Regions from separate parts of the Gossypium hirsutum genome. Here region 1 is linked to region 2. Evidence: chromatin contacts called from public Hi-C data. All regions are on one chromosome and are shown on one strand. Each heading gives the region's core, a stretch centred on a gene start, on an enhancer-like site or on the middle of the called end of the contact. The rest is flanking DNA. Distances are from core to core; before and after follow the strand shown. Region 1 holds the start of LOC107910275 (pre-mRNA-splicing factor CWC22 homolog). Region 2 holds the start of LOC107910273 (stearoyl-[acyl-carrier-protein] 9-desaturase, chloroplastic).

Region 1 (5,182 bases), core at 1,139-3,638, 230 kb before region 2:
GAACTATTTTAAATATTATCCATTCAATTTAGTCCAAAAACTTATAAATGGGAAAATTATCATTTTGCCCCTGACATTTTACACTTTTGTAATTTAGTCCCTATTACATAAAACGCAAAATACACAAAATTTGAACACACTATGCTAGGGCCGAATATTCCTAGTGTTCATACAAGTCCACGCATTTCATTTATTTCACATTTTAGTCCCTAAAAAATTTACTTTCACAATTTAGCCCTAATTACTCAATTTCACCAAAAATTCAAAGACAAAATATGTTAATCTTTCACATATCTTTCATATTTCATCATCAACTATCACAAAGCTCAAGCATTCATCAATGGAATATATCAAAATCACTATCAAATTCTAAAATTAAAGCATGGGCCTTGTACTACACAAAACAACGATCTCAAAAACGTAAAAATTTTCAAAAATCGAACGAAAACGAACCTTTAATTAAGCATGAACATGGTCGAACCTTCCTTAAGCTTTTATGGCTTTCTTTCTTCTAACTTTCGGCTAAGAAAGATGATATAACCTTTATTTTATGTTTTTAACTATCATATAATATAATATATAATAATTTACTAATTTAACCTTACTTAAATAATTATAACATATATTTATATTAAGGTTAGTTTTGTCCTTAGCCACCCACTATCTAAATAGTGGTCTAATTGCATCTTTAAGCCTCCCAATTAAAAAGACAACAACAAATAGATGCTTTTACATTTAACCCCTAAATTTTCATTTTACGCGTTTAAGCCCTTTTATTAAATCGGACACTTAAACGACGAAATTACAACACGAAAATTTCACACAATCAAATTCACACACAATAAACACACAAAATAATATTAAAATATTTTTTTGACTCGAATTTGTGGCCCCAAAACCACTATATCCGATTAGGGTCGAAATCGGGTTGTTATAGGTTCGGATACGAATTAATCTTTAAAGGTTAAGAACTATAATTCATTTTCTAATGAACTAAAAAACTTTTATTTTTATTTATCAAACTTCTACTTACATTAATAATGGATTGAAAACTTGATCATCTCCACTATCATCTTAACTTTTATTTCAATAATACTTATTACAATTAGAATAATCACATTACATAGTTGCTAATGTTATTTAATAAGTATTTTTTTCTATTTCATTATCTTCTGCTTGAATTAAGTCCATTGAAAATCCTCTGATATTCAACTTTTATTGATTTGAGTTCGTCAGGAATCCCGTAACCCAAGGGTGCTTCTGGTGAGATAAGGTTCGGTCTGTTGCCGCACGAATACTACCATCAACTTGTTCCCACCATAATCGACACCTTCTCCCCTAAAGGGTTTCCTTGATAGCATAACCAATTTGAACCCGTGATCGCATAACCATAGAAAAAAATTCTTTTTACTCTCAATTGGGAAATAAATTTTGTAGGTGATGATACACTCCCCAAATGACAAATGAAATATGTTAGTGTCTGAGCTCCACCAGATCACTGTTAAACAAAACATACCTTCAAATTATCAAAATTTCTAACTAAAACACAAACACACACACACACAAAATCTTCTCTCCCCGTTTTTTCAACACTTAAAATTTTTATCATGTTCTCTCCCTACAACTAATCCCAATAATTTCTCCCTTCATCTCTTCAACATAAAAAAAAAATTACTTCAGCATATGTTGATCTCCATTGGGTATAGGTATATATAAACATTGATGCTGCTGCACAACCTAGCGACACCCAAAAATTCATATTTACTGACATCAATGTCTCTAACAAGAATGGCGGCACTAATTTTTTCTTTTTTTATAAATTCATTCGGTATCGTCAAAGAGAACGATGACACTCATTAAAATATTAATTTTTTTCTTTTTCTCTCAGAATACTCATATTTTTAACACAAAAAATTATTATTATTTTAAAATAACCAATCATTGGGTCATTATTAGGGGTGGTGCCGTCAATGGGTATAGCGGTACCAGAGTGCATTGTAAAAAAATGTCATTCTTGTACAAGATTTTGAATTTGGGTAATTTGTAATTAATAAATTCTTTTAAGTTAGTTTCTAAAAAAAGCCTAAATAAACTCAAATTAATATATTTGTGTTGAAGTGAAATCTTGAAATTTATGCTTAAATTAAGTTAGCTTTAATTCTAAATGTGATATCTCTTGGTCGGAACGTATTAAATCGTTCCGAGTAAGGATGTTACAACTGGATTCTAACTCAATTAAGAAATTACAAAAATAACATTCCGTATTTAAAATAAGTTATATTATTCAAATGTATTTTTAATATTTTTAATTTAAAAAATAATAAAAATATACATATGCTGAATTTGAACTCTTGGCAATTAAATTCTATCTTTACCACTCAAATTCTAATTTCATTTTATCTATAATTTAATTTAATTTTTAATGTGTTACATATGGGTGTTTTAAATACGAATATTAATAATAATACCGGTGGTTAACCTTGTTACTATTTTTAAGCTACACTGAACGATTATCAAAATTAGGGTTTATATTTTAAAATAAATTTGTTGGATTAGGCATAGAAACCTATCAAAGCTTCACCGGCACAAAGTTATCGGATATTTCTTGCTCCACTGTCTTCGACTTCGCTGAAGCGCACTGATTCGACGTTACTCTAATTGAACAAATTGCGTCTAATCGACCTCTCTCTGCTTCTCGGATTTGAGTTTGAGCTCTTGCAAGTTGCCGCACTGAGTCAGGTGAGCCTTACCTCGCTCTTATTTTTCATCTTTGTTCATGTTTCTCCTTTCAAGGCGTTTCGATTTTCTATAGATCCAATTTGTTTCGATATTCAAGAACGGTTCGCCGAGGGAGGGGGTATTGAAGGCGCCTTTTCTTTTTAATAATTGATTCTGTAACTTCTTAAAGTATGGCTAGAAGATACAATGAATCGAGTGGCGATGATTCGAGAGATGAGAGTGGGGAATATGGTAATCGTCGCAAAAGGTATTCTAGGTCAGATAGGGAAAGGGGAAGACGAGAAAGAGGAAGAGAAAGAGAACATGGCGATAAGAATGAGGAGAAGCGGCAGAGGGAAAATTCTGGATCTTTTGGAGAAGAAGACAAGCGTGCTAATAGAGATAGGAGCGAAGAAAGTGAGAGAATTCATGCTGATAATGGTGGTAAGGATAGGCAGGGAGAAAAACGTCCTAGATCCTCTGATGAAGAAGATGGCAAGCATTCCTATAGAGATAGAAGGCGTAAAAGAGAGAGAATTCATGACGGTGATGATGATGGTAAGGATAGGCGGAGAGAAGAAGGTTCAAGATCTTCTGATGAAGAAGATGACAAGCCTTCCTTTAGGGATAGAAGGCATGAAAGAGATAGAATTCGTGATGGTGAAAATGATTCCAAGGCTAGGCGGAAAGATGCACAGGAGGAAAGTTCTGAATCTTCTGATAAGTCAGAAGAAGAGAGGCGAGCCAAGAGGGACAGGAGTGGAAAAAGGGATAGACGTCATAGGCATGACACTGGACATAGGGATCGGCATAATGATAAGCAACGGGAGGAAGATAGGTATAGAAATAGGGACCGGTGGCGTCATTCACGGCATGATTCTGATGATGATGATGATCGCGGAAGAAGGTCCCATAGAAATACAGAACGTGAGAATAGAAGTCAAAGGAGAGACAATGATAATCAGCCAAGCCGGAGAGACAGAGATGATAATAGCTTTAAGGAGAAAGAGGAAGGAGAAATCAAGCAGAAACAACCAGCTTTTCAGCAAACCAACTTGAACGGTGATACCTCGAATTTAGGTAGAAGTGGAGGAGTTTACATTCCTCCATTTAAATTAGCTAGAATGATGAAAGAGACACAGGATAAGAGCAGTGTTGAGTATCAGCGATTAACATGGGATGCCCTCAGAAAAAGTATCAATGGTCTTGTTAACAAAGTAAATGCTACTAATATCAAGAATATTATTCCAGAACTCTTTGCTGAAAATCTTATTCGAGGAAGAGGTCTCTTTTGTCGTTCGTGCATGAAATCTCAGATGGCATCTCCAGGTTTCACTGATGTTTTTGCTGCACTGGTGGCTGTTGTTAACACCAAGTTTCCTGAGGTGGGGGAGCTATTGTTGAGAAGGATTGTTTTGCAGCTTAAGAGAGCATATAAGCGGAATGACAAGGTGATTAATTGCCTCTTCACTAATTCTGATGATTTAGGGTTTTTTTTTCTTTTGTGTGTAACTGACTGTTTCTTGTATTGGACAGCCTCAATTATTTGCAGCTGTTAAATTTGTAGCTCATCTTGTGAACCAACAAGTGGCTCACGAGATTATTGCTTTGGAACTACTCACTGTGTTGCTGGAAAATCCTACTGATGACAGTGTTGAGGTAGCTGTTGGTTTTGTTACTGAATGTGGTTCCTTACTTCAGGATCTTTCACCAAAAGGCCTACATGGTTAGTGTTACCATTTGAATCATGTTTTTCCAATGCAGTACTTATACCCATATTACTACGATTGATACTGGTTTAAGTTCCATAGTATTATGGTGTTGGAATGCTGAGATGTATGTATTGTCTTGCATTTTGTTAATTAGACATGTAATGCATGACAAATCATTTTTCCTTGGGGATGTGCTTTTTTCTTGCTTCAGCTTTTGGAATATACTAAGAACTTCATTTGGTTGACATCCTTAAGTGTGGTTACAATGCTGGTAAGTAGTATGAGTTAGGTTTTGAAAAAGTCACTGTATACTGGTTTTAAAAATATTTCATCCTCAATCGTGAAAAACGATATCTGTGATTCTGATTCTTTTGTTTCTTTTTTAATTTTTCATAAGCTTACTTATTTTGCATTGACCGCTGCAGGAAGCTTTTTACAAATCAATAATAGAAATTTTGTTTAATCTGAATGTAATTTTCTGTGAAACAAAATTGAGGAAAAAGTTTTATCTATTTCTTTTCTCTACTTCGATGATTCTAGTCTAGTGGCATCTTCTTCGACATATTTGTTTCCATTGTCAGTTAATGTTTCCTGTTGTGTTTACAGGTATTTTTGAGCGTTTTCGGGGGATTCTTCATGAGGGAGAGATAGATAAACGTGTTCAATTTCTTATAGAGGGCTTATTTGCTATAAGGAAAGCAAAGTTTCAGGTATGATTTCCCCCTAAATAATTCTTTGAGAGTCCTGTGACA
Region 2 (5,977 bases), core at 2,424-4,923:
CTGTGCTAAATTAGTTCATAAGGTGAAGTTGAAACGGACCAGATATCAATTGGACTTCCGATTAATCCATTTCTGAACCAATTAGATTTTCTTCAAATTCATAAGCCAATGACTCACGATAATAACATCCAAGTTTGATAAACATATGTAATCCTGGCATTTCCTTCTTTTTTTTTTTTTTTTTTCTGGTAAAGGTTTGAACTTAACTATCTTTTTGAGTATAATGTAACTTACATTTGTTGGTCAATCTTGGCATCTTCGCTTAACCATGATGGCAATAGTATTTTTTAAGGTTTTTATTTAGTTTCATTGCTATAGATATCGTTTATCATTTCATCAAATAGGAGGAAGATGTTGATATTACTTGTTTTAAGAAAAGTAACAACGAAACAGCACACACACACTTCCTCCACTTATTGCATTCCAGCTAAACACAGAGTTGCAGTTTTCATCATGCTCCTCCCTAAGCCCTGTTGTTTCTTTCTTGTATTACAAGTCACTTGGAGGATAGCCAATTTAGAGCTTCACTTCTCTACCAGAAACCCAACTGAATGGAACACTGGGTGATTCCTTGGTCCTCAATTGAGCTCTCTCCTCTAGCTTTCTAATTCTCGGTGCAAGTCCACACACAAATTCCTGAGCTTCACGGCCCTCGGGTGAAAGTCCAATGAGTTCCTTCAACTTCCATCGGTCAACCAGATATTCAACTATATCAGCATAGTCCCGGGCAGTGTAAACCCCAATTCTTTGTGCGACAGACGAGTAGTGGTAGAAAAGGTTTTCATCGCTGCCATCATACATCAAGTGGGCTGGCATGGAGATTTTCTTCCTCATCATGTCAGCAAATGCCAAGACTGACCCATCAGGATCGATCTCAAAGAGCTTTTCAAGGATTTTAGTGTATGCTGTCTCGTGGCGCTTTTCATCTGCCGCAATTGAACCACATAACTGAGCCAAATTCATGTCACCATGCACCTTGGCTAGCCTAGCTGTATTCCCATGTGAGATAAAAGTTGCCCTTTCTTGGAATGTTGTGTAGATGAATCCCAGATAAGGACTATTCTCCGTACCCGGATCCTATAAAATATGCAAAAGATAATTTAGAAAATCAATCAGCAGGTGGAAAACGAGCTTAATAAGGTCATGCACATCGTGAATTACATCGTGAATTGGAGATTCAGAAATTAAACCGAGAAGAGGGTAAATGGTGTAGCAAAGCATCTTACCATTCCTGAACCGATCAAATACTGGATGGTCTTCTCAACTTGCCTCATGTCCACTCTCCCACACAAGTAGAGATACTTATTAAGTAGATCAGTGTGTCTGTTTTCTTCGGCAGTCCAGGCCCTGGTCCAAGTTGCCCAAGAAGTAGGGCTAGCACCAGTTTCATCACGAGTTCCATCCAAGGTATTAAGCATAGTTTGGTAAGTTGGAAGGGCTTCCTCCGTGATCATATCACCAACCAACACGACAAAGTACTCATCCGGAATCTCCTTTGCCCGTTCTCTAAGTTCTCTAACTTGATCTTCAAATCCATCGGACGAAGGATCGGGAAGAAAATCCTTGGGTTGCCAACATTTATCAACTTGTTTAAGATGAATCAGAATGTTATCCCTAGCCCAATCATCCAAAGATTTAAAGATCTCAATCTTCTCAGGTGGCATGGTGTGGGAAGACTGGTGTACCAGCTTTGGAGCCATGAAAGGCCGTTTCAGATCTTCAACCCCTCTGCATCAAATAAAACGAATTCGGAATTCAAATTATATAAAATTAAAATTGAATTTAATTAAAAATAAAATTTTATTTAATCGAACAAAAGTAAAATAGAAAATTTTAATATTGAGTTAAAATATTATCTAAATTTACCTTAATCCCGAAGTATAATGAAAAATATCGATGCAAATTTCAAACTTGACTAATTTTAAGCTTTAACCCTTAGAGATCAATCCTTCTCTGTTGCTTTTCCTTAGAATAAACTAAGAAGTTAATCCTCCGACTTTAAGTTTTCATTTTAACCTTGAAAATAAAAAATTTACATTTTAAACACTACCGTTTACAGCCATTTTCATTTTAATCACCCTTATTTTGCATTCATTTTATTCAACCAACTCTAACAAATTTCATTTTATCGCTAATTTCCTTTTTTAAAAAAAAAAAACAAAAACTGAGTTTTTATAAGGACTTGAAGAGATAAAACAATTTTTTTTATAACTTAATTCCCTATAAAAACTCAAGATTTTCCCAATAAAAATCAAAGGGTTTTAAAATTAAATAAATTTAAAAAAATTGAACAATTTTCCCATGTGAAAATCAAGTATTTCACTGTAAAACCCAAAATTTTCTCTTTTACAAATAAAAACTAAATTTGATTCTAAAAAAATAAAATAATTTTTCCCGTAAAATACCAGATAGAGAAACTTAAGTTTTTCATTTTTTAGAAAAAAAAGAAAAACATAAGCCTACGAAAAGGTGTGTGACTAAAATGACATTGATATAACAGTGAGTGGCTAAATGAAAGCAATTATTAATGGCAGTGTCTAAATTTTTTTTTTTTCATTTTTAGAGGTTAAATGAAAATTTATGAAAGTTGTGTAGTTTAATTTTTATTTATTTATTTGTCTTTATTTCCACAATATTTGCCACCTATCAGCGGCCAGAACATGGTTGCCGGAGCTGCTTTTTCGACTCGAATTGAGAAGGATTTTGGTGGGCTACCAGTGCCCAGATCTGGCCGCTAGCACGGCAGATCTTGCACCTGGAGCGCCACATCCGGCTGCTGATGCCCCAGATGGGTGCCTCGAACCACCGCTAGTTACTCTGACCCACGCCTTTTGACGACGAAAAACCCGTCAACATTTAAGTTCTTACGTTACTTCACCGGGATGCCGCGAGCAAAATTACAAAACAATATTATTTTAATAAAAATGACGACGACAAAAGAAAGGATTTCAAAGTTTAAATTTTTTTTATGAGAGCAAAATGGTCACAAAAACTGTGTTAGCTACTCTAATAAAAGGTTGAATAGCTATTTCAGTCCTCCAAGAAATAACAATAAATACGTAAGACCATAAGATAATATATCACTCAATTTGATTTTTTTTTTTTGAGAAGCTAAGCTTGATAATTTTAGACAATATAATTTTAATATAATCAAAATCTATATGAATATATTTTAAATAAACACAAGAAAAAAAAGAGATAAAAATAACATAATTAGACACTGTAAGAATACACGAAAGACTATCAAAGACCTAAATCGGAGAACAAGACTCTTGAGAGGCATGTTAGTTAGCAAAAAGAACAAAGATCCAAATAAAGAAAACGTCTAAAATTGAAGGAAACAGGTAAAAACCCATGATTTTAACAACAAAATACGAATATATAACGAAAGAGAAGAAGAAGAAAAAGGAGACTAACTTGGAGCGAGGTGGAAGAGTGGAGACCATAGAAACCTTGGGAGATCTAAGACTTGCCATGGGTGGAAGAGCATATGAAGGGAGTTTCTTAGTTTGAGAAGCCATGGGATTGAATTGCACAGCCATTTTTTGCCCTTTTCTTTTTTTGCTTTGCTTTGCTTTGCTTAGTGACGACTGTGTGTTTGCTTAACACAGCTCGCCTTTTATTGAAGTTGTCGATTTTTAAAATAATGTGATTTGACGTTTATTTTCCTTTTAATTTTTTATTCCCTAATTATATCGTATATAGATGGAGGGATTTTTTAATTTTACTAAGTAGTTTGAGATTTAATGATATGTCTTATTAATTTATTTTTTTTAATTTTTAAATATAATTAATCATTTATTATTACATATGTATTTCAATAATTAGATAAAATAAGAATAGTTAGTATAAATTTAAATTTAAACTTGAAAAGATAAATAAATTCTTATAAAAATAAGATTTCTTTAAAATAAATAAAAAATTTTCTTTTTCCTTACCAAAATTAAGTCATGAAAATAATTAAATATTACCAAGTAAATTAATTTATTTCTCACCCATATTCTTAAATTTGCCTTAAAAAAAAGTACAATCAAACATAGCATAACAAATAATTATCTTTTATTTATTAATTTTATTTAATTAAAACTGCACTATCAACAAGTGTTAATTTGTATAATCAAGTTTACGAGTATTATATAAAAGAATATTATTTAGTTGGAATTAAAAAAATCCCAAAGCAAAAAATAAAACATTGTTATTCGTGCTTAAGTAACATTAAAAAATCATAAATTAATTAAAATACACATATGTCAATTAATTAAATCCTATTTATATAGTTTAAAAACTTTTATGGGAGGAGAAAGAAAAATAACCATTGTATAAAATGATAACTATAATTAATGTAGTATTTGTTTTGCATGGATTAAAGTAGTGTTTGGAAAAATAATTTTATAATTAGAGTTGAGTGTAATTATTTTTAATTATATAAGGGTGTTGTGTTTGGGTAATCATTATAATTGATAGATCCCATTGAATTGGTGTAATTATAGCATCAATTACACTTTTCAATTTTTAGAGACGGTGAGAATTGGAGTAATTACATCAAATCTAATTTTAAAAAATTATTTTTATACAAGTTATAAAAATTATATTACAAGCATGAACATATATGAGTATTTGTGATAATTATGAAATAAATTTTCTTATATTATAAAAATAATTTGTGTATTTCATAAAGTTATTACAAAAAAATTTATTTAAATCTTAAAAATTTTCTAAATTTATGACAAAAAAAATTCATTATAAATAATCATTTTCATATTATAAAAGTGTTATAATATATTTATATATAAAAATTTACGTTCATGTATGAACATAACTTATTTATGTGTCCATGTTATATATTATAAAAATAATATGTTTATTCATAAAAAAATGTTATAGCTTTTTTTTATCATAACTTATTCATAAAAATAATAATTTTCTAAAGTTATTGAAAAAATTATATTATTTATAAAAAGTATTATGAAAATTTTAGACAATTTATAAAACATTTTTATAAAAAATTTATATTATTTTTTATTTAATTTACATATTTAACCTAGCATAAGTCTTTCTCCAAATTAAGTTTATATAAGTTTTTATAATTAAAGTTATAGATTATTTAGACTGTAAACCCAAATATTATAAGGTTGATGCTAAATATGCAAATATAAAAAAAGTTTTCTTACACTATATTGTAGGGTATGATATCATTTAAGAGAATGGTGTCATACACAAGCACCATAGGTAACTCACGAACTCTTTAATTTGAAACATTCAAGACTTCAAAATATGGTTGGGAAAACGTTTATTATTCTAAAATTTTTTTTTATATTAACATCACCTTAGTATAATATTAAAATCAAGGTTGGATCGTACTAATATGTTGCATATTTCATAACTTCAATCATATGGAGAATTAAGACGACTCATACTTCATAAAATACATGGAAGAAGAAGATCTTAATAATTTTAACAACGAGGGAGTCAAGGACCAACATATGATAATAAAAAACACATGTTCAATATTAAAGAGAAAATAACCAAACAAATATGAACTAGAACAATTAGATAAAATTGCATATGATGTTTACTTTTCTTACTATTTTTATTGATAATCATATTATCAACTACTTTTTTAGACTAACATTTTATATATATTAATTTATTTTATTTTGTGTTACATGTTTAGAAATTATTTTTATCATACTAATAATTTTTTATAGTAATTAATAATTTTACAAATATAAATTATGTAACTATGTAATTAGAATTTGTATTACCAGACATGACAGATAATTACAATATAATTACACTTTGTTAGCCAAACATGTACAATAAATTACAATTCTTTGTGATTACAAGAGATTGTTTATTCAATTTTACTCAGTGATGTTCGAAAAGACCCTAAGAGAGTAGTGGAGTCGATCTTAACCTAAACCAGAGCAAAGCTAAAAATGCTAAAAACATTTCTTTGATGAATTAAGCATTCTTG

What was found. A called contact is a pair of places that touch in the nucleus more often than the background predicts.
Region 1: a contact with region 2 is called in a Hi-C map of leaf, with 4 times the contacts expected there. The contact joins the promoter of LOC107910275 here to the promoter of LOC107910273 in region 2. A contact is called at or near these places in 3 of 34 Hi-C or Micro-C datasets (fibers, hypocotyl and leaf).

The regions. Positions count from the first base shown.
Region 1 is chrD02:30,728,580-30,733,761 of Gossypium_hirsutum_v2.1, reverse strand. It overlaps LOC107910275 (pre-mRNA-splicing factor CWC22 homolog), which reads left to right and starts at 2,388. Exons shown (of 7, transcript XM_016838072.2): 1 at 2,388-4,169; 2 at 4,255-4,444; 3 at 5,037-5,140. The coding sequence starts at 2,910.
Region 2 is chrD02:30,496,035-30,502,011 of Gossypium_hirsutum_v2.1, reverse strand. LOC107910273 (stearoyl-[acyl-carrier-protein] 9-desaturase, chloroplastic) reads right to left here and starts at 3,673. Exons shown (of 3, transcript XM_016838071.2): 1 at 3,418-3,673; 2 at 1,227-1,728; 3 at 332-1,077. The coding sequence starts at 3,542. The coding sequence ends at 517.